Regions from separate parts of the Sus scrofa genome. Here all the other regions are linked to region 4. Evidence: chromatin contacts called from public Hi-C and promoter capture Hi-C data. All regions are on one chromosome and are shown on one strand. Each heading gives the region's core, a stretch centred on a gene start, on an enhancer-like site or on the middle of the called end of the contact. The rest is flanking DNA. Distances are from core to core; before and after follow the strand shown. Region 1 overlaps COPZ2 (coatomer subunit zeta-2). Region 2 holds the start of NFE2L1 (nuclear factor erythroid 2-related factor 1). Region 3 holds the start of SP6 (transcription factor Sp6). Region 4 holds the start of HOXB7 (homeobox protein Hox-B7).

Region 1 (5,275 bases), core at 389-2,888, 590 kb after region 4:
ACCCAGGTTCTTCAGTCTGCCAAGGAACAAATTAAGTGGTCCTTACTGAAATGAAGGCGTGCATTCAAGTCTCCCTGCCCCCAGCCCATTCCCACAATCCTGGCAAAAGCACAAAGGCCCTGGGGGACACTAGAGATCCCTCAGTATTCCCAGGCACTCCCAGAACTGACTCCCGAGGTCTCTAGCCAGGGACAATGAGATGCAAAGGTTTGACTTCAGCACTGAGTCACTCCTTCTCACCACCCTGGCTGCCGTTTTGGCCTGGAGACCAAATAAACCTTTGGCATCCTTGGCCTCAGAGCCCAAATAAACCTGCTTTTGTCCCCTGCCAATGGTCTCCCTCTCTCTTGGCCCTGGGAAGGGGATGCGTGTGTGTGTTCATTCTGATAAAGGCTTTTTTTTTTTTTTTTTTTTTGGTCTTTTTGCCATTTTCTTGGGCCGATCCCGAGGCATGTGGAGGTTCCCAGGCTAGGGGTCGAATCAGAGCTATAGCCACCAGCCTACGACAGAGCCACAGCAACTTGGGATCTGAGCCGCGTCTGTGACCTACACCACAGCTCACGGCAACACCAGATCCTTAATCCACTGAGCAAGGCCAGGGATCGAACCGAAACCTCATGGTTCCTAGTCGGATTCGTTAACCACTGAGCCATGACGGGAACTCCCTGATAAAGGCTCCTGCACTCTGTGTGGCTCATCTTCAGGATGCCCAGTACCAGGGTGTATTCTTGTGGTTGTGTGATTGGTGGGGAAGGGGTGGGTCAAGGGAAGCAGACCACTTAACATAGTGAAGGGGTGTGATACTCATTCTGGGACCCTATATGTGGTGGCGAGGACTGGGCATGACTGTGTGACAGGGTAAAAGAGTAATAATGAGAGGAATGGTGCATTTAGGGGGAAAAGGAGAGCAAAAGATTGTACCTACATGGTGGCCCCGCTGGGGATTCTTCTGCTCACATTTTCCATTCTCAGCCTCCAGAAGGGAAGGGCGTAAGATTTCCTCCGGACAAACTGAGGAACGGCATGCGCCTGTTTTTCTTGGCTTGCCCAGGACAAGAATTCCTATGCCAGCGGAATTCCTATGCTGGCTTCTACCCTGGGCACTAGAGCCTGGCAAACTTGCCATGGCTAGGCTTAGGAGCGAGAAAGCACCGGGCAGCTCCCACCTTGCAGTTGTGGGCAGAGCACACCGTGTACTGAAGGTGTGAAGCGTTGCAGATCCAGAGGGAGAGAAGGGCGGAGGGGGACCCTAAGGGCAAATGGGAAGGATGGAGTGACATTTGCGGCGACAGATTTCCCCTTCTCTCTCCGCGTTCTAGAAGCTCCCCTTTTTCTCTTTCTCTGACACATACACTTTTCTTCGTCATGTGCAGAAGACCCAGAGAGTGTCTAATAGTCCGACATACACCCCTCGTTTCCCTTGACCCCCCGGCTAACTGCAGCTGCAGGTCCACGCCCCGCCCTGGCTCCGCCCCTTGGCGCCCGCAGCCGAGGGGAGCGTGGTCCCAGGACCGAATCCACGATCCTTTAGCGACATCTGGAGGGAAAATCGGGAAACGCGCTCCCTGCGGGTCCGCCTTTCCTTTACTAACTCCGCCCCCAGGGCGGGACCGACCCCTTCTCAAGGGAGTTAATCGCTGGCCTCTTACCCCAGCGGCTGGCGTTTCCCTAGTAACCACCCGGCGCGACCTGCAGGCGAGCTCCTAGCCAGCTAGAGCTCACAAATTTCTGCCAGCGACCGCTGAAAGCAAGTGCTGAGCCCTGGGTGTTAAATAGAGGCAGTCCCTGCGGGTTATCACGTCTTACATTACAAAACTCTGCAGGATTGAATATTTATAATGGGCATGACTACTTCTGTAATTAGAGAAAATGATAAAGATATAGTTAGGTAAACAAATCAGTTGTAAATACTGTGTTCCAGTAAAAAAATGCAAAAAGGCCACATCGGAAGGGGAGAAAAGAGTATTCAATTAAATGGTGTAGAGTTTAAGGGCCAGTGTGACGACGGGAAATGAGAAAATTTCCAGAAATACTTGAGCAAATGTTCGGCCTCGTCCGGTATCCGGCTCCATCCACCGCCTCTAAACGACCGACCGCAAGAACCAAATCCGAGGGGCAAATTCGCTTCCTAGCAACCTGGACGCCCCAGCCTGGGCCGCACAATTCCAGTTGTGCAGGGACCAGGATGGGAAGGCCCGGCGCTCCACACAAACTGACTCACCGAATGCTATGGACTATGCACTGCTATCCCCATTTTACGGACCGGCACACCGAGGCTCTGAAAGACTAAAAAGTATTTGCAACAGTTTCCGCAAAGGCGGGCTCAGGAGGAGGAACTGCTGGAGGGAGGTGGCTTTCCCTCGCCCCTTCGCCTAGGGCAGTCCGAAGCCCTCCCCACACAGGGACTGTACCGGGTTAAAAGGAATGAGCCGAAGGGGCAAGGCAATGCGGAAGGGCGACCAGGGAGATGTCCTCGCCCGCTGTGGCCAAAGGACTGTGGAACTGCGAAGAAGCAACCGACCCACCCCCGCGGCAGAGCTAGGGCAGCGCAAAGAGGGCTGCACTGAACCGCTGGGGGACCCAGGGAGCGCGGGCAGAAGGGGCGCGGCTCCTTCCCAGGGACGCCAGGTTTGCAGGGGTGGCTCTCCCCGGGCTGAGACCGAGGGCCCGCTGCGTGCCAGGCTCCCTCTCTGTGCCCCCAGCCCCGCGGAGCCGCCAGAACGGCGGGTCTGGCCGTCTGCCTTGAGCTCTGCCCGCTGGCCCCCCGCCTCTCCCAGACGCCTAGTGAGCGAGAGCGAAGGCGCCGTCCGCCGGGGGCCGGATTTCGGGAAGTGCCGTCGGTGGTTGCTGGCAGGAGCGGCCCTGGGGCCTGGCTTCCCGTCTGCTCTCAACCCCGGGGCTCCTGCCCGTCTTGCCCTCGTGGGCAGAAGCGGGTCTCGAGTATCTGTGGGGAAGGGGCTTCAGGACGTCCCCTTTTCTCCTGCCGAATTGGCACCGGGGCATTTCAGAAACGGAGACACCATGGGCCAGAGGGCTCACACTGTAGCATCAGCGGGACTCGGGTGCAGGGGGGCACGCTAGCCACCCCTAGACCCGGCCAGGGACACAGAAGCAGTACCGCCAGGCCTCAGACCCCCCTTATACCCTTTTGAGCCGGTGGCCCCCTCTCTGGTTCCGCCCCCCCCCCCCCCCGCTTTCCGGCCATTGGCTGGCAGGAAGGCGGAGCTGGTCGGATAGGCCAGTACCCAGACAGTGATGGATGGCTCCCCGCTGCCTGGACCACCGCCGGAGTGTATCTGCTCCGTGGCTCTGTTTGGCTAAGGCAGGAGCAGCGAGGCCTGGGAGTGGGTTGGGGGATGAGCTGGAGACCGGCTTAAGGCTCAGACTTTCTGTGCTCTCAATCTCCCTTGAAACTCTACAGAGAAAAAAAATCTTTTTTTTTTTTGTTTTGTCTTTTTAGGGCCGCACTCACAGCCTATGAAGGTTAGGGGTCGAATCAGAGCTACAGCTGCCGGCCTACATCACAGCCACAGCAACAGCAGATCCAAGCAGCGTCTGCGACCTACACCACAGCTCATGGCAACGCCAAATCCTTAATCCACTGAGTGAGGCCAGGGATCGAACCTGCAACATCATGGATCCTAGTGGGATTCGTTAACCACTGAGCCATGACAGGAACTCCCAGAGAAAAAAGTCTTACCCTAATGTCCCGTGGATATCCTTAACTCCAGAACCTGATGTAGGCAAAATTCAGTAGTTTCCCCAATGTAGTTTGCACACAACCCAGTGGACCTTCCTTTCCTTCCAAACTGGGTCTCGTTCTTTTAACAGTATTCATGCATTCCTTTTGTTTGCTCATTTGTTCGTTCTTTCATTCAAGTATTTGAGTATTTGCCAGGAGCCAGGCAGGAGGGAAAGAAAGGGAGACTGGTTAGAAAGTGATTGGGCCCAGCTGGGGCAGTGGGATGGGGTGGGTTGAAAGGAGAGAAGGGATTTGAGAAATATTTCAAGGTAGAAATACCTTTTAAAATCAAACCGCAGGGAGTTCCTGTCGTGGCTCAATGGTTAACGAATCCTTCTAGGAACCATGAGGTTGTGGGTTCGATCCCTGGCCTCACTCAGTGGGTTAAGGATACAGCGTTGCCATGAGCTGTGGTGTAGGTCGCAGATGCGGCTCAGATCTCGAATTGCTGTGGCTGTGGTGTAGGCCGGTGGCTACAGCTCCGATTCGACCCCTAGCCTGGGAACCTCCATATGCCTCGGGAGCGGCCCTAGAAAGGCAAAAAAAAAAAAAAGACAAAATAAAAAAATTAATAAATAAAATTAAATTGTGTTTTTTACCATGACCTGAGAGGTGATAAAAATTCACAGCGTTTGAGACTTTCCCTTGTGGCTCAGCAGTTAATGATGGACTCCCCATCTTTCCCCCTTATAGGGTACATCATCATCCCTGCCCATGCTCACTCCCAACAGCCCTACCCAGTAACAGTTCTGATGGATTCCAAATGAAGGTTTTGCTCTCTTAGGGGGACCGAAGGTAGACCAGACTTTATCAAAAACTGTAAGTCAGGAGTTCCCGTCATGGCTCAGCAGAAACAAATCTGACGAACCAACCAAAAAAAACCACGGAGCTTGTACTTAAGACATGTGTTCTTTCCTATAGGTAAGTCATACTTCAATAAAAAAGAAAAATAAATTAATCAAACAGCTGCCAAATTTTACTCGATTGTCAACATTTGTGTGGTCCTCATTTGTTTCTCATGTCTATATGGAAAATATGAGGAGGATCCAAAGAAATGGGTGACTGTGAAACACATGTGGACTTTCCGCTGTATGTACAGATGAGTGCCATCCCTCTAAATGGATGGCACCCTTGTGGTGCAGCAGGTTAAGGATCGACGATTGTCACTGCAGCGGCTGGGGTCCCTGCTGTGGTGTGGGTTGGATACCTGGCCTGGGAACTTCCACATGCCTTGGGTGCCGCCCCCTAAAAATGGACTCATTGGTAAGAAAAGCAGTATTGATAAAAAATAATAATAGCAGAAGTAAAATAAAGCTTCTTTTGGAATAAATTATTTCTTTTCTTTTTTTTTTTTTTGTCTTTTTGCCTTTTCTAGGACCAGTCCTGCGGCATATGGAGGTTCCCAGGCTAGGGGTTGAATCGGAGCTATAGCTGCTGGCCTACGCCAGAGCCACAGACAACGCAGGATCCGAGCTGCGTCTGCAGCCTACACCACAGCTCACGCCAACGCCAGTTCCTCAAGCCACTGAGCAA
Region 2 (5,329 bases), core at 2,353-4,852, 560 kb after region 4:
CCAAATCTACAGCATCTGTAAAACTTTTTTTCTATCTCCACACCCCCTCTTCTCAAACACCCCCCACCACACCCCCTGCCTCAAACTCAGCTCAGGAAAACCCAGCCCAGTACAATCCAGCCCTCTTCTTTCCCTGATGGCCAGGCAAGCAAAGTAGACCTTTTCTTTAAGCTCCTTAAGACTGAGTTTGGCAAGCCAGGACCGAACGCAGGAGCAGTCTTATCACATCTGTGGGACTGGGGCAGCAGAGGCCATTTACCACTGTTAAAAGCAACTGCATCACCTTCTGCCCAGAACAGTATGCCAGCCACAAGTCAGGAGTTAAGATCTCTGACGACTGGAAGCAAGCTGACCTCAGCAGCAGAACGCAGTTTCTCTCCTAGCTCCCGGCCTTACTCCCTGCAGAGAGCCTTTAGCAAAGAAAGGGAGCCTTGGCTCTCTGCTAGCCAAGAATAACTATCTAAATCTACCCCTTGGCTCAGGCTCAGGAGAGCCGACTTATCAGGCAGGACCTTATGACAACAACAGGCCTGACCACAAAGGAGGAGAATTTCAGGATACGTATGTGTGTTTTGATGTGGGGGGAGGTACAAGGCAACAGTCCACACAATATCTGTGTCTTAGCAACAGATACACACCGCATGGAAGCGCATCACAACATGACTCCCTCCCCCACTCCGGGGCCTCCAGGAGTCATGTTGAAATCCAAGCAGTAAACACACAGGCATGTTCTAGGAACCGCCCACTGCCCTGACGGTCCATTTAGAGGTGGGTCAACCACTCAACCTAAGGAAAATACTCCCAGCCTCCAATCCCAGGCAGACAGTTAAGCCCATTCGTATCCAAGAACACCCTCTCTGGTTCTTTACAAGGGTTTACGAATACCACCACCCCATTCCTTCAGGACCAGCCCACCGCGCCCTCCAACCCCAGACCCTCCCCACCCGCCCCTCCATGTAGCCACTAACCTCTTTGGTTAAGTCTCCACTGACTGGAGGGGCTACAGCTCCCAAATCCTCCAAATCTTCACTGAATCCCTGCTCCGTTTCGCTCTCTCGCACCCCGTTGTCTGGGCCTGTCACATCTTGGAGACCACTGGAACTCTCGAGGGCGAGGCCTGAGCTGGGCTGGCTGCCAGAGACCGACCCCTCCGGATCCCGGTGGACCAGCCAGGCGTTAACCTCAGTGGTGGGCACCTGGAACCTGTCCAGGGCCCTCACCTGACTGAGGAGCCGCCGGGCAGTGAAGTAATTGTCCAGGTCTATGCTCTTGGGGTGGATACCATAGCCATCCAAGGTATTCCTCAGGTTGTGGAACTGGGTCTGAGTATAGGCAGAACTGGGCCCCAGGATGATCTCCCGGAGCGGGGGGAGCTGTGAGGTCAGGTAAGTATCCACGTCCACCCGCACCCCAATCAAACTGAGCAGAATGGTGAACTGGAGGAGTCCTTCCGTTAAGTATTTCTTCAGAGAAAGCATTGCTGAAGGACCAGAATGTTTATGCTTTCTGGTTTTTAAATCTTCCAAAAGACAAATCAAGGCCACTGCTCTGCTGCTCCAGCCAGCAAGTTACCCCCCTCAGGGCCAAACCCCGGACCCCGCCCCTGGGGAACACAGGGGCCGAGCTCCCTGATGGCCTCAGAGGAAAGCACAGCCCTTGGAGCCAAGGCCACTCTCCAGACCACATTCACTTTTCCCTTCGTGACACCACACTGCTGAAAGTACAACTGTTCCTAACCCAGTCCAGGCCCTCCGGGCCCACGTGACTTCCTGTCTCCACAGTCCACATACAGTCACTTCCTCACTCACATTAGTTGTCCTTTGTAGATTCCACTGCAGGCTGTTCTCAGGAACAGCTGATGGATTTTTTTTTTTTTTTTTTTCCTTCTCCCTCCTAAGGTTTATTTTCTTTGGCTGGAGCTACAGGCCTTTTGTCTTGGGTCAGAGTGTCCCGCCTCCTCCACACTTACCAGGGGGGTTTCCAGAGAAACCTGAAATGGGAACCACAAAAGCAACAGGATAAGAGTCCATCATTTTTCATCCACGATCAAGGCAGAAAGCAGAAAACATATTAAAAGACCACTCTTATTTTTTACTCAACAATAACTCAGTTATACGCTCGTAAAAACAAAAAAACCCAAAAATTTGTTATAGACAAGAATAACTACGAAAGGAAGATTCTGCTCACCAGGGATCTCAGTATCTGGCTATTAACTGTGCAGGACTCTAAAGTTCATTTCAGATAAGCAGATAATGCCCAGGGCATCCTAACTATTTTACATGTTGTCCAATTTATCAACCCTCCCCCACCCCAAGTATACACTACCCAGATTCTATTTTTAGGTTGAGAAGTCCATTTCCTATCTTAAAAGAAAGTTTGCTTGCCATCTCTCAGGAGAGAGCCTCCTACAAGTCCTCTCCCTTCAAGTTCTAAAGGGGAGGGAGAGATTATTATTACTGGCTGAGAGTGTACAAGGATGAGAGGACAACACATTACAGAAAAAATGCTTTTTCTGTTTTCCCGATTTTGAAACCTGACTTCCCTTTCCTATCATTCTTACATTAAAGGAAAAAAAAAAAGGTGGGGGGTACTGAAGGGAGGGGGGTGGGGGCTGAGGCAGGATTATTTGGCCCAGAATTTGAATAGGCAGGTTTTATTTTCATTCATGTGACCTTCTGAGCCAAAGCAGAAGGATATGGCCAAGTCCTCAACCCAGATAGCCAAGTGGAGAGAGAGCAAAGCTGCCTTTCAGTTTCTAGTCTCTACTTCGGAGCTTCCATTAACCTCACAAACCAACACATAACTCTCTCTTCTTCACTGTTGTGACCCAATCCTAAAGAGAAAAAGGGATCTATACATACACACAGACACACACACACACACCCTTATCTGGTTAGAGTAAACATAATTACGATCTAGAATTCCTGCTTACACTACCCTCCAGTTCTCACGCGATTTATTACTAAAACCTCCCAAGAGCCAATTAAGTTCGGGCAAATGGACGAGGTCCCTTAAAGATCGAGGAAGGCCAGGTCTGAGCCCGGTCCCACCCTGCCCCGGATACCCGAGTCCGGCTGGGACCAAGTCGCCATGCCGCTCCTGGCGCCTCGGCTTCTAGCCTTCTGGGGCAGCAGCGAACAAGTGCTACTTTCCTGGCCTTGACCCACCCGGATGGCCAAACCCCACCCCGCCCTCCGCCCCTATGGCCCCACCCCGCTCCCAAGCCCGGGCCTAATACCACGCCTTCTCAGGCCCTCAGCCCTCCCCAGTCCAACCCACCCCGAAGCCGGCTTTCTCCACAGCCTCTGGGCCCCTCCCTGCCAGGTCCAAGGCCCAGCCCCGAGCGAACCCCGCTCGCGGCCGCCCGCTCCCGCCTCCTGCCCCTCAGCTCCACCCCGCCGCCCTTCACCCCATAAGCCTTGGCCCCGCGGCACTGCGCCCCTCCCGTGAGGGAAAAAAATGTGCTTGATACCGCTGCTGAGCTCGGCGTCCGCCGCTGCTGTCCCAGCAGGCCCTCAGCCCGAGTCCAGGCCTTGCCGCCGCCACCGCCGGCCGGCCTAGAGCTCGCCAGCCTCCGTTTCCCTCCCCGCCCCCTCCTCCCACCTCACTCGGAAGCCCGCCCCCCGCGCCCTCCCCAGGAACACGTTTCTTCCAATCAACGAGCCGAGATAGTGGCCGTCGCCGGATGTCGCTTTGATTGACAGCAGGGAAAGCCCAATGGCTAAGTGTACCTCCTCCTCCCTTTACCGATTTCCCAAGACTGACAAGCTCCGCAGTCCAATGGGCATGTAGGCCCGCCCCGCGGCGCAGGCCCACCAATAAGTGGGGCTAAGGTCCTATCGCTCGGCGTTCTAGACTCCCTCCGCCGTGCGCCAGCCGCGGGAATTACAGGCTGGGCTCGGAGCAAAGCGAGGAGGCCGACCTCTTCTAGTGCGTTCTTTGAGCTGGAGGATAAAGGCTTCTGGCCGGGTGTGGGAGGTGGTATCGCCGTCGGAGCGCGGAATCCCCCCCATGAGGGTTCCCACGATGACTTGCAAAAGTCCAGTGAGACCTGAGAGGCCGAGGTGGGGGCACAGCGTGTGTATTTGGCGGGTTTGACGACGCTCGTGCCACCATCTTAGCTGCTGGCAGCGGAAACCACTCTCTCAGCTTCCGCTCCGTGGAAGCTTGGCACGGGGTTCCTTGCCAGTCCGGGATCTTTGCACCACATGTCAGACAAGGGTCAAACTGTGGCGGCAGCTCGGCGATGTTGCCACGATGGTGTGTGGCATAATTAGTGATTTTTTTGTCATGATTACAACACCCCAAAGAGCTCCGCCCCTGTATGGTCTCTGCTCAACCTCCCACTTACGTTACTCCTGCTTTTCCATAACTTTCCTCAGTTTCTAGTGTTTTCTAATCTCGCCTAGCCCACGTATTCGTGATTTTCAAATATTAGTTTACCCCCAGCAACACTTGCGGAAGTTGTTAAACTTGCACATTTGGAGGCACCATGCCCGAGGTTCTGATTCACTTACGACCCAATAACCTCGGATGGGTGCGGAGACCACTTTTAACCAGTGGCCGAGTTGGAGTATGTAGTGAGTTGTTCCTAGCTGTGGGACAAAGAGGCATTGACTCAAATTCTTGACTCCTTGGAAGATCCCACTAATCTAGTGGGCGAGTCACTGGTCCTTGTACAATCAAGGACAAGGCTAACTGGTAAGTCATTCGGTGAGAACATTGAGTCCATCACGTGTTTGGAGAGTTAGGCGGCTTAATTCGAGGTGGTTCCCAGATTATAAAGCACTTTCGCCATATGGAAGTACACAGTAGCATCCATTCATTGAATCTTTAAAAAACGTAAACGCTGGCTACCTGTTTCAAAGTCAGATTCAGAGAGCACATTTTATTTCTTCGTCTTACTATTTCTCTCCCAGAAATTGCTAGAATACAAACGCCACAAGGACTAGAATCTTGTGCACTGACTGTGGAGTCTTCAAAACCTAGAAAAGTGCCTGCTACTTAGACACTCAATAAATGCTTGCTTAATAATCGAAGGGGAACAAAAACAGGCAGGCCTGTGGTTAAAGGCACCCATCAACTTGGAGGGTGTGGCTGAAGATGTGGCATGTTATCAAGGAAAGGGGTGACCCTTCAGCCCTTTAGTAAGACCACGAAGGTAAATACTGCTCTTGTATAAGAAAGCAAGAGAGGGAGTTCCCGTCGTGGCGCAGTGGTTAACGAATCTGACTAGGAACCATGAGGTTGCGGCTTCGGTCCCTGCCCTTGCTCAGTGGGTTAACGATCCGGCGTTGCCATGAGCTGTGGTGTAGGTTGCAGACGCGGC
Region 3 (5,951 bases), core at 2,544-5,043, 760 kb after region 4:
TATGGAAGTTCCCAGACTAGGGGTGGAATCAGAGCTACAGCTGCCAGCCTCCACCACAGCCACAGCAACGGGGGATCCGAGCGGCGTATGCAACCTACACCAGAGCTCATGGCAATGTCAGATCCTTTAACCCAAGAGCGGGGCCAGGGATGGAACCCGCGTCTTCATGGTTACTAGTCGGATTTGTTTCCTCTGAGCCACAAAGGGAATTCCCTTATGGTGGGACTTTGAGCTACTTGCCTCCCTGTTCGGGGATTCAATTTCTCTGCTAGCAAAATGAGGGCTTGCACTAGACAATTTTTATGGGCAGACCAGCTTTGACAGTCTCACCGTGCAATCTCCACAGAGGGACAGTTGAGGTTTGGGAGGGACCGCAGCAATCCAACCCAAGATGGGACCAGCTTGTCCAATGGAACTCAGGGTCATGATGGCTTTGATCTGGAGAACAGTTTAAGAGTGTCATCCTCTCGAGCTTTCCACCCTTAGGATCTATGGGAGCTGGACTGCCACTGCCATCCCGGCTGCCATAGTGAGGCTGGATGGAATAGCAGAAAGAACAGGTGCTTTAGATCCTGACCGATCTGGACTCAGTTTCCTTCTCTGTCTCTTAACAACTTTGTAACCTTGGGCAGGTCATTTAACATCCTCAATCCTTGGCTTCCTCATCTGTATAATGGGAGGATAATAATAACTACTGCATTATTGCTGCATCCTCATGAGAATTAGAGATATTTGTGCGAAGCACATGGAATGGAGTAGGTGCCCAATAAATAAAAGCTGGTTATGATAAGCAGGGAGATGAACATGGCTTCTCTGGGTACAAAGTGGATTGTTGATTATAAATGAGGCGTGAGAAGGAGAGGGCTGGTAAGAATGGGAGATAGACACTTGCAGCAAAAATCTGTCTACTTACAGCTGCAGGGAATGAGCGAAGGGACTAGAAATGGCCCCAGTCATGGGCAGATCTCAGTGGGCTGCCTGGTTCAACTCTGAGATAAGACCATGGCAGTGGTGATCTTGGCAGTCACGTCAGCATCAGATCATGAGCACCACTAGGGAAAGAAACATCTAGCATTGGGCAGTTGGAAGGGCTGGAGTCAATGGAACAAAAGCAGAGGGGGAATCTGGAAGAAAGACAGTGCCCTGACTCAGAGAGGCAGAGATCTAGGCAGGGCCGGAAATCAGAATGGCTGGGTTTGCTGAGATAACTGCATTGCTGTTGAATTTCATGATGATGAGTCCCAGACAGGTGGAGGGTCTTTGCTTCTGGAAAACACAGATGGCTTCGGGTCAGGACAAGGTGGGGTTAACAGGGGCCTGGGGTGAAAATGGGGGTGGTATGTCTACTATGCAGAGGCTGGATCCCTTTCCCCGTTGCTTTCCAGAGAAAGACGGAAGGAGCTAGGAAGATAAGACTATCTGATGCCTATAAATAAATGGGAGGAGGGACTCTTTTCCCATTCAGAGTCTGATCTGTGCTTGGGAGTTAGCACCTTAAGGGAACAACCAGAGGCCAGTGGGCTGAGGGAGGAGGAGGAAGAGAACTCCTAGACCTCGAACTAGACTTAGCCCGGGAATTTGAGTAGCGGGCTCCTAGGCTCTGAGATGAGAGCCCCTGACTGTTCCAGACTCAGCTGTGAATTGAGGTGTAAGTTCAATAAAGTCAAGATTTGCAGGCTGAGCACTCAGAGATAAAGCCATGTGGGACACAGAGGGTTGTCAATTTGGCCGCGGCCACAAAGAATCAGAGCCATTCTTGAGAATCTATATCTCAGGGGCAAGAATCGGGAAGGAAATCCGACTGATCAGAAAGCAGAGTCCCTGACATCTGGGAGGCACCTCTCCGCTTCCTAAGTGCCTTTCCTTCACCCCACAGAGCGGCTGCTCTAACCTCATTTCACCTAGGAGGAAACTGAGGCTCAGAGCAACCTGACCTGCCAGATGAGCTTAGCAAGTGCAGAGCTGGAGCTAGAATTTAGGTCTGTCAACTTCTAGCCCAAAGATCTTTGTGCCTATACCTTAATCCAACAAATATTTGCTGGGAACCAACTTACTGAATAATTATAACACTACCAACGATAACTTCCGTTTACTGGGAACTTCCCCGGGGGGCCCCACGGGCCGAAGTGTTTTAGGAACATCAATTCCTTTAAGCCCCAGGAAACCCACCCAACTTGAACCCAGGTTGTCCAGATGAGTCTTTGAAAAGAGAGATTTAGAGATGAATCAGACACTGATTCTGGGTATGAGGACGTGTATGATTGGGTGGGGGGCTACACACGAAAAGATTGATTTTCAAGTGCCTGGTGGCTTCAGGTCAGCCGTTTTCTAGTTGCACTTCGAATGCCAGACAGGTAATCTGACCGTGGTGGAATCGCGGCTGACCAGTGAAACTGAATCAGCCTAAAGTCCGCTCTTGGCTGTACGAAATAGACTGCAAAAATAAAAACGAAATTTAAAAAGTAGAAGGCAGAGCGCCTAGGGAAAGTCAACGGGCGCAACGAGGAAAAAATTAGCAAGTTCATCAGAATTCCACCTGCAAGAAAAGGGTCATTTCAGGAGGTCAAAGCAGTGGGTAAGAAGCACCCACCGGGAAGGCAGCTTCGTAGGTACCCTGGCGAACAGGCCAGCCTGGTGGGGAGAAGAAAGGTACACCCCTACCCACTGGCGCTGGGTTTCTCAACTAACTCCGATCCTGAAAGACGTTTTTCGGTGGGTGTCGCAAAAACCCTGAAATTCTGCAGAAGGGTTGCACTGTGTGTGCGCAGTTGTTTTTCCTCAAAGGAATCCAAGACCCCTCCCTAAAGTTATGAGCCTCGGGTTTAGACATTCAAGTGAGAATCGGAGGAGTGGTGGCGAGGAGTCGCTCAGATCTTGGCAGAAGTGTCCTTTCCCAGGGCTATTCGGCGCCTGCCCCAACTTTCAAAGCCGGGTGCGCGAGGGCGAGGGTGGCGGGGCGCGGGCTGAGAGCCTTCGGGACCGAGAGAAGCGCAGGCGTATTTGAGAGGCAGACCCGGCAGACGCTAGGGTTGCTGCCTAAGGATGGATAGGGAGTGAGGGCTCAGGGGGGCCGGTGGAGATGGGCCAGTGAGGTGGGGAGGGGAGAGGAGAGGGAGAGGAAAGGAGAGGAGAGGAGAGGAGGAGGTTATCCCCAAAAGGTGAGCGGCGGGGGGAAAGAAAGGCGGAAAGCAAGAGAGAGCAAAGGACCGGGGTAGGTGGTAGTGGCGGAAAGAAGCGGCGGGGAGCACGGTGAAGGAGAGCAGCGGCCAAGATCAACTTCTCACAGCCCGGGCCTGGGGGTAGACCGGACACATGCTTGGCGCTCCATCCTGTTTCCTTCTTTCCTCTCAGTTCTGGGGCATTGCTACCCGGCCGGGACAGGTGGGTTGAGGGCCGTCGAGGCAAACGAGGCCCTAGGGTGACTCAATATCACCTCCGGAGCCCGCCCTCTCTTCCATTCCCCGAGGGTCTGAGTCCTGCGTCCCCGCCAGACCCAGCCGGCTCGAGGGCAGTTTTGCCCTCGATGGGGCGGGCCCCCAAACCTGGGAAACACTCCGCCCAGGCCCCTCGCCCCGGCAGCGGAGGGGCCAGGGAGGAGCGAGGGAGGGGGCGTGGTGCGACCTAGTTTGCGATCTCTACCCCCCTTCCCTCCCTCCTCCCCCCCCGCCCCCTCCCCGCCGGCCAGCCGCGCTCGGCCTGCCGTCTGGCCGAGCCCGCAAGGGTTAAAGGCGGCCCACAGGTGAGGTGGGCGGGGCCGCGAATTCGGGGAAAAAGGAGCGCAGGACCGAGGATGAAGGCAGAGAGCGCGGTGAGTCACGGGCGGAGCTGGCCTCGCTCGCTCGCTCGCCGGCTCCCGCCCGCCCTCCGCCCTCCCGCCGCCTCTCTCTGCCCCTCCTCCGCCGCCGCCCGCCCCGGGTCTCGTCGCGGCCCCGGCTCGCCCTCTGCTCCTGCCCCTCGCCCACGAGCGCCCGTTGGGAGCGCACCAGCCTGCGGCATCCTGAGCCCGGGCGCAGCCTCGAGGTAGGAGCCCGGGTTGGGGCGGCGAGGGGTGAGCGCATCGCGGCTGGTTTCGGAAAGACGCGCCCGGAACGCGCCGTAGCCTCCTCTGGCCTCGGGAAAGGTGGTCCGAAAGATTCCGAGGGGCTTAGAGCCCTGGCGGAGTGAAAACGGGGCGGACGGGCGAGGCCGGAGACTGGGGCAACTGGAGCGACTGGGACAACTGGAGGACTGGAACCCTGAGGACCGGGAGTACGGAAGTCCTGACCACCTGAGCACAGGTGATGGGAGAGGCAGCCGGCGGAAGGGGGAAGGAAGGTGACTCTACCTGCCTTCCCGCCTTGGGGAGCGACAGGTCGGGTACGCGCCTGGCTGTCTCCCTTCCGAGATCTCGGCAGCTAGGCTAGTGCATCTCAGGATTGGGCTCTTTGGCCCTGTGTGTCGGGAGAGGCCACTCCGGAGCCTCTGTAGTTAGCCTCCCCACCCCCTAAGCCCCGGGGCCGTTCCCAGGCGCCAAAAGCTATTAGGGTCCCAGGACTCACTGCTCCCGCCCAGCCCCTTCTGGGCTGCCCCGCCTGGGCCTGAGGCTCGGTTGCTGCTGCTTCACCCGGTTCCTTTCTTGTGGTAAAGGCAGGAGCCTGAGTTGGCGCCCCAGTCCCCCTCTCCCTCCCTTTCCCAGACTGCCAGGGCCACCTCCCAAGTCCCAGAAGCCAAAGGTGGTAGGGTCATCTGAATTTGGCTTTGGGAAGGAAAAGTCCCTGCTCTAAATCACCGCATCTCCTCCCCGCCATCAGAGAAGGCCGAGGCACCCAAAGCCACACACCCCAGGCACCAGGGCAGGGCTCCCAGATCTTAGGGAGAGGTGGTGAGATGAGGCTGATCTTCAAGTGACAGGTTTGTGGTGGAGAAAGAGGTGGGTGGTGGTGGTGGTGGTGGGGTGTCTTTAGGTTCCCGGTGGTTTAGGGAAAGAGTAACAGACCAGGAGTAGAGAGACTTGGTTCACAGAGGTACACAAACTCCCTTTATTATTTTTTTAATATTTGCTGATTTGAATGAATAAATGTCTTTTTTCAAGTGACTTCAAATATGGCCTCAGTTTCCTCTTGTAAAATGAGAGGATTGGCCTGGAGTAGTGATTCTCAACCCCTGGCTGCATGTTAGAATCATCTGGAGGGCTCCTAAAAATGATCCAGGCCTAGCATGCAGCCCCTCTATAATCTCTTTGGGTGATTCTTCCTCTTAATTTCGGTATGATTCTGGCAATTTCCTGTTGCTTCCCCCACTCTGTCCCTGCATCCCTTAAAGGGGTGGCAATTTTCTCTTCCTGAGCTTGCTGGCTGACCTCTTTTCTCTGGGGAAGCAAACCCCTCCAACCTTCACATCTGGGTCTCCCCTAGATTGGAGGAGAGCTGGGTAGCAGCCAGAGAGCTAGCCGGCTGGACACTTGGTGTGGGTTAGGATGGGGGGGGCAAGGGGGTGCTTAGCTTTCCCTGGTGGGGAGAAGCACTCTGGGAACTGGCCCTGCAGCTGGACCCCAGGGAGGTGAAGCCCCAAGTAGAGGGAAAGAGGTGGGGGCCAGGCATGGGGGTAGGTTTGGTGGTGCTGAGGCAACCCAGCCAGGCAGGGAGGTGGGGGGAGTGGTGCAGAGCAGAGAAATGCCATTTTTCACTGAGCGTGCCTCGTGCCTCAGTGATGGAAGGAGGGCTCTTTTTTTCCCCCCAAAACCTCAGAACCTGCTTTGCACTTTGGGAAGTCAGGTCACTTGAAGCTTTGGGTTAGAATGCCTGCCTCCCCCTCCCCAGCTGTGTCCTGAGTTAAACTGGGGAAGCTGAGATGGATCTAGAGCCTCCATTTGGGTTGGGAGCAGGTCCGAGGGGGGAGATGGGAGCAATGCCACTGCCCCTTCACCAGCCTGGGCAGTTGGAGTGCGCAGATGGTTCTAGCACTGTATTCTA
Region 4 (5,934 bases), core at 3,258-5,757:
CCGTGACTCCCCCACATCAGTCTTTGGGGGTGGTCTGCGAAGGTATTTGATTTGTTGTGAGGCGAGAGATATCTCATTAATGTAGGTAGTTAAACAGATTTAATCCGTATTCAATCTCTCTCCCCCCTCCCCCCTCTCTCCCCCTCTCCCCCTCTCCCCCTCTCTCTCCCTGGGTGTTTTTTTCTTCCCCTCCTTTTTTTTTTTTTTTTTTTCCCACTCTCTCCTCACTCCCTGGCGCTCTCTCGCTCTAGCTCTCTCTCTCGCTCGCTCTCTCTCGCTCTCACCCTCGCTCTGCGTTCTGTCCGGGAGGAGTACGGAGAAGCCAATAGGATGCGGGGTCTCTAATGGATGCAAATGATCATGAAAAGACAGTGCAAAATATGAAACAACTCATTTGCAGGGAAGTAAATCACCGAAAACTGTTTATGAACTGGCATCCCTTCTTCGAAATGTAAAGCGAGGACCTCTTTAAGTGGCGGTATATTTTTGTTTGGGGGGTGGGGGGTGGGGGGAGGGCGAGCGAGCCGCGGCTGCCATGCAAGCTTAGACTTTTGGAGGCTTCGCTGTCCTTTTCTGTTCCTGGAAATCACAAAAAGTGTGGTGGCTTCGAGATCTTCTTCGCCTTTTCTTTCTTTTCTTCCCCCCCCCTCCTCCCTTCCCCTCTCCTTTCCTGGCGAGGGTGACTAGGAGCCGGCGAATCCGCGTTTTTTTCTCTCTCTCTCCCTCCCTTTCCCCCTCCCCACCCCCTCCCCAACAGCCCCCAACTACAGCCGCCGCCGCCGCCGCCGCCTCAAAATTCAATAAAATGAGCTCTTATTTCGTCAACTCACTGTTCTCCAAATACAAAACCGGGGAGTCCCTGCGCCCCAATTATTATGACTGCGGCTTCGCCCAGGACCTGGGCGGCCGACCCACCGTGGTGTACGGTCCCAGCAGCGGCGGCAGCTTCCAGCACCCGTCGCAAATCCAGGAGTTCTACCACGGGCCGTCGTCGCTGTCCACGGCTCCCTACCAGCAGAACCCGTGCGCCGTGGCGTGCCACGGGGACCCGGGCAACTTCTACGGCTACGACCCGCTGCAGCGGCAGAGCCTGTTCGGTGCGCAGGATCCAGACCTGGTGCAGTACGCCGACTGCAAGCTCGCCGCCGCCAGCGGCCTGGGCGAGGAGGCCGAGGGTTCGGAGCAGAGCCCGTCGCCCACGCAGCTCTTCCCCTGGATGCGCCCGCAAGGTGAGCTCGCGTCGGGGCCGGCGCGGGGAAGGGAGACCCGGGGCCCAGGCCGGGCACGGGGCCGGGCAGGCCGGCGCGGTTCCTCCAGCTCCTGGAAGACGTGCTGGCTCTGTTCAGATTGCCTCCCCTTCCTTCTTTCCTCCCTGACGTCCTTCCTTCCTTCCTTCTTTCTTTCCTTCCCTTTCCCCTTCTTTCTTTTTTGTTTCCCTTGAAGGAGGTAGCTAAGCGACATTTCCTGAATCCATAAACCCCTCACCCTGCCTGAATTTTCTTGTGCTTCCCCTCCTTTTTTTCTCTTTTACTGTTTTATGGGGGGTAGTGGAGAATGGGTGGTGGGAGCGGGGGCGCTCAACTTTTGCACTTGTCAATTGCTTTATAGTTTAATTACCCTGAAGAAAACTTTTCTTCTGGGGCAGAGGCTCTGGGGGCTTTTCAAGGTGGGTCCATTCGTCCCCATCTCGGCTTTTTTATTCTTATTCCCCACCCTTCACATCCTTCCTTCTAAAGTTTATGGCACTTGTAATAGATTCAACCACCCCCGCCCAACTCTCTGGTGCCGGTTACCAGGGGAGGGGGGCTCTCCTTTCTGGCTCCCTTAGATGCAGTGGTGTCTGATGCCCCCTCCCCCCACCTCCGCTGACCGCGGCCTCCCAGCGCCCCCGCCCCTGCGCAGGGTAGAAGGTCCCCTGCCCTTATTATACTGGTCTCCTAGGCTGGTTCACGAATCTTCCAACCTTCTCCGTCTCTGCCCCCTCCCCCACCTTCCCCTCCCCTCTGTCTCGCCCTTTCCCCCATTCCCAGCAGCCGCCGGACGCAGGCGAGGCCGACAGACCTACAGCCGCTACCAGACCCTGGAGCTGGAGAAGGAGTTCCTATTTAATCCCTATCTGACTCGCAAGCGGCGGATCGAGGTATCACATGCGCTGGGACTAACAGAGAGACAGGTCAAAATCTGGTTCCAGAACCGGAGGATGAAGTGGAAAAAAGAGAACAACAAAGACAAGTTCCCCAGCAGCAAATGCGAGCAGGAGGAGCTGGAGAAGCAGAAGCTGGAGCGGGCCCCGGAGGCGGCAGACGAGGGTGATGCGCAGAAAGGCGACAAGAAGTAGGCTCCAGCTGGGACTGCCAGGGCCGCGGCCGCGCTGCGTCCGCGGGTCCCCAGACCGCGCTGCTGTCGCCCGCCCCCGCCCGAGAGAGCTCTGGCCCCGCGAGCGGGGCCGGGAGCCTGGCCTCCCACCGCAGCGTCCCCGCCGCGCCAGTCCCCGCTAGTGGTAGTATCTCGTAATAGCTTCTGTGTGTGAGCTACCGTGGATCTCCTTCCCTTCTCTTGGGGGGCCGGGGGCAGGGGGAGAAAAAAGGATTTTAAGCAAGGACTCCCTCGCCCTGCGAGGGTGAGCGGCTGCGGCCTGGCTGAGCCCCCCCCTACGCCCCCGCCCCATGTAAAAAGCCTCCTTGTGCAATGGTCTTTTTTTTTCCTTTGAACGTGCTTCTTTGTAATGACCGAGGTACCGATTTCTGCTAAGTTCTCCCAACAACATGAAACTGCCTATTCACACCGTAATTCTTTCTGTCTCCCTCTCTCGCTTTCTCTCTGTCTCTCTCTCTCTCTCTCTCTCACCTCGTCCTCATTTCCCCCTCCCACCCTCTCTCCCCGCTGCCCTCCCTAGCTCGCTGGCTTTTTCTCTGGCTTCTGTCTTTTCCTCCCCCCCCCACCCCCCGCTTTGGTTTGACAATTTTGTCTTAAGTGTTTCTCAAAAGAGGTTACTTTAGTTAGCATGCGCGCTGTGGGCAATTGTTAAAAGTGTTCTTAGGTTTACTGTGAAGAGAATGTATCCTGTATCCGTGAATTGCTTTATTGGGGGGAGGGAGGGCTAATTATATATTTTGTTGTTCCTCTATACTTTGTTCTGTTGTCTGCGCCTGAAAAGGGCGGAAGAGTTACAATAAAGTTTACAAGCGAGAACCCGAGACTGGCTCGGCCCGCGCTCCTCATTTGCTCCCGGCGCCTTGCAGAGCTGGGGGGAGCCGGGCACCCGGCTTCTGCGCCCGCCTGGCCAGGCCGCGAGAGGAGGGGGCGGGGGCTGGAGGCAGGTGGTGCGAGTCCCTGGGCCCAGGGGCGCAGGGGGTGAGGGAGGCGGCTGCGCGTGATTGGAGGAGAGAGGAACGAGGGAGGGGAGCCGAGAGAAACCCCCTCCCTTCGCGTTCCGAGGCTGCCGGCCCCGGAGACCCCGGAGCACAGGCCACGCTGGAGAGATGCGCCTGGGCTACTGGCTGTATCCACCCCCCCCAATACACACACACCTCCCCCTTTGTTTTTGTGTGCCCTCTCCAGTGTGTGTGTTGGGGGGCCATAGAGCTAGAGTGCTGGGCTGCTGCACAAGCTTATATTTTTCTTCTTCCTGGACTGTGGTGGGGGGAGGGAGCAGACAGAGAAGCGAGATGCTCTTTCCTGCCTCTTACTTTCTGGGACTTGGCCACCTTTGCCCAGCTCCGAGATGGTTGCTCAAAGCCTTCCTTCCTTAGCTTGCTCTGCTTCCCTGGCAGCCACGCTCCACTGGGGCATCCGCCTCCCGGAATCAAGAGAGCAGCATACCGGGCTGCCCTCCTCCCTTCCTTTCTCCTCCCACCCACCCCACCCCCTTCCTTTTTCTTTTTTTTTTCTTCAAACCTTTAAATTTTTTTTTTTTTTTTTGTCACCAGAAACCGCAGCATCCAACGCCTGTGGGCTAAGTCTCGTGCCTCTGGGAGCACCCACAAAACCTCAGTCCATCCCTGCCCATCTGTCTGGGGCACCGAGAGATAGAAAGGGAGAGCAGTGAGAGGGAGTCGCGAGGCCAGGCTCACCTCGTTGTTCACCTCAGGAGCAACGGACCAAGTCCAGACCAATTTCCCCCAAAGGCCAACCGGACTGAATCGGTCCAGATTAATTATGACCTGCCCTGAGCCACCCACTCACCCCATTTTGTGCAATCTCTGCGTTTATTTCTCGCTGAGTAACAGGCTGGGGAGGATGCGTGTGGGTGGGGGGGGCGGTTGACAACACGGATCGCTCTCGCTCTCAGAGGTTATTTATTTTCCCTTCCACTCAATTTCTTCCTCCCCAGATCTCGCCTACAAGCTGCCTCCAGCCCACGGGGTCGACAGCGGCCCTTGAGCCCCCAACCCGAATCCACAGGGCCTGGCTTTCCCATTCATTATTGATCATATTTTATAAATCCAACGCCACACAATTTTTTCCACATTACCGGGAGCCGTGGGGAGGCTGCCCCGCCATTGGCAGAGGGGACGTCACGTGGGCAGGGTCACGTGGCCCAGAGAGGAAAAAGGGGGTTCTTTTTGGTGTAAATCTGGACTCTAATTCTGTAATATATCAAGGAATCTCGTAAAACCGACACTAAAACGTCCCTGCCTACAAATCATCCGGCCAAATTATGAGTTCATTGTATTATGCGAATGCTTTATTTTCTAAATATCCAGCCGCAAGTTCGGTTTTCGCTACCGGAGCCTTCCCCGAACAAACTTCTTGTGCGTTTGCTTCCAACCCCCAGCGCCCGGGCTATGGAGCGGGTTCGGGTGCTTCCTTCGCCGCCTCGATGCAGGGCTTGTACCCCGGCGGGGGGGGCATGGCGGGCCAGAGTACAGCTGGCGTCTACGCGGCCGGCTACGGGCTCGAGCCGAGTTCCTTCAACATGCACTGCGCGCCCTTTGAGCAGAATCTCTCCGGGGTGTGTCCCGGCGACTCCGCCAAGGCGGCAGGCGCCAAGGAGCAGAGGGACTCGGACTTGGCGGCCGAGAGTAACTTCCGGATCTACCCCTGGATGCGAAGCTCAGGTAACGCCGCGCACCGAGCCGTCCCGAGCTGCAGTGGCCCGGGCACACTCCCCGGAAGGCGCCCCCTTCCCGGCCAAGTGTCCCTCTCCGCGTCCAGAGTGCTCCTGGCAGCAGGTCGGCCCTGGGGACGCGGCACCCCCCTGGGCCGCGACCCGGCGCGCCGTCCCCACTCCCATTTTTGCTTGGTGCTCTCAGGCTCGCCGTGCTTCCCTGGCGGATCCCTCTCTGCCGACGCCGCGGCGCTGTGAGCCCCCAGCCCCCCACCCCCCCACCCTTCCTCCCGGCCTTTTAGCTTTAAATATTTATCAGCCGCGCCGGCACGGGCTGGAGACGAGGCCGTTTGTCTTGCGGAGGAAGGCTGGGGTTTGCAGAGAATAGCCATTAGGGTCTCCCCCCTCCCTTTTCCCTTCCCCGCCGGGGATCTCAGCTCTGGGTGTGTCCCCCAGCCCCAGCTTGGATAAGGTCTGGGGGAGGGGGCTGCCGTGCTCAGCAGTTCTCCCCTCCCCCTTTCTTCCCAGCCAACCCTGCTCCCCCATTATTCCCTTCTGGACAATTAGAGGTGGGCTCTAGAGGCCTGGGGGGAAGAGGGGGTGTGAGAGGAGATGAGGATCCAGCCAGGGACACAGAGCCAGAGAGGCAGGTGGAGAGAGGGGGGCTGAGGCCAAGAGAGATAGGCTCCTGACCCCCCAGTGAACTTGGAAAGGGGGAGGCAGGAGAACGAGTGAAAGGAGCAGAGGCCTCAAAGGAGTACAGCTGGCTGTCTCAGGTGCCCATCCTAGCACCCCTGGAGAACTGGCCGACAAGTTTGCATGTATCCTTCCAGGAGGGTGAATGTCCTCTGAGGGGAGAGACTAGGACTCCAGGGAGCCCCATC

The links. Promoter capture Hi-C pulls out the DNA fragments that hold promoters and counts their contacts. A called contact is a pair of places that touch in the nucleus more often than the background predicts.
Region 1: a contact with region 4 is called in a Hi-C map of omental adipose tissue, with 1.8 times the contacts expected there. The contact joins the enhancer-like site here to the promoter of HOXB7 in region 4. A contact is called at or near these places in 11 of 47 Hi-C or Micro-C datasets (alveolar macrophages, brain, embryonic fibroblasts and 8 more) and 1 of 2 datasets of contacts at active chromatin or transcription factors (alveolar macrophages).
Region 2: a contact with region 4 is called in a promoter capture Hi-C map of fetal skeletal muscle, with 7 times the contacts expected there. The contact joins the promoter of NFE2L1 here to the promoter of HOXB7 in region 4. A contact is called at or near these places in 1 of 5 promoter capture datasets (fetal skeletal muscle) and 2 of 2 datasets of contacts at active chromatin or transcription factors (alveolar macrophages and skeletal muscle).
Region 3: a contact with region 4 is called in a Hi-C map of epiblast stem cells, with 2.0 times the contacts expected there. The contact joins the promoter of SP6 here to the promoter of HOXB7 in region 4. A contact is called at or near these places in 2 of 47 Hi-C or Micro-C datasets (epiblast stem cells and heart right ventricle).

The regions. Positions count from the first base shown.
Region 1 is chr12:24,275,719-24,280,993 of Sscrofa11.1, reverse strand. It overlaps COPZ2 (coatomer subunit zeta-2), which reads left to right. Exons shown (of 10, transcript XR_002337149.1): 10 at 7-332. Among named protein-coding and RNA genes, the nearest start is that of MIR152, 14 kb to the left of the region's middle. Within about 2 kb of position 1,638, at least 34 of the 83 cell types and tissues checked have an H3K27ac peak or open chromatin away from gene starts, as enhancers often do. A contact at or near this core is called in alveolar macrophages, omental adipose tissue, skeletal muscle and 1 more, where this site is marked.
Region 2 is chr12:24,301,654-24,306,982 of Sscrofa11.1, reverse strand. NFE2L1 (nuclear factor erythroid 2-related factor 1) reads right to left here and starts at 3,602. Exons shown (of 6, transcript XM_021067094.1): 1 at 3,473-3,602; 2 at 969-1,990. The coding sequence starts at 1,478.
Region 3 is chr12:24,104,670-24,110,620 of Sscrofa11.1, reverse strand. It overlaps SP6 (transcription factor Sp6), which reads left to right and starts at 3,793. Exons shown (of 2, transcript XM_021067083.1): 1 at 3,793-4,020.
Region 4 is chr12:24,863,248-24,869,181 of Sscrofa11.1, reverse strand. It overlaps HOXB7 (homeobox protein Hox-B7), which reads left to right and starts at 4,507. Exons shown (of 2, transcript XM_003131549.4): 1 at 4,507-5,060. The coding sequence starts at 4,661. HOXB8 (homeobox protein Hox-B8) reads left to right here. Exons shown (of 4, transcript XM_021067111.1): 3 at 252-1,229; 4 at 2,034-3,197. The coding sequence starts at 806. The coding sequence ends at 2,338.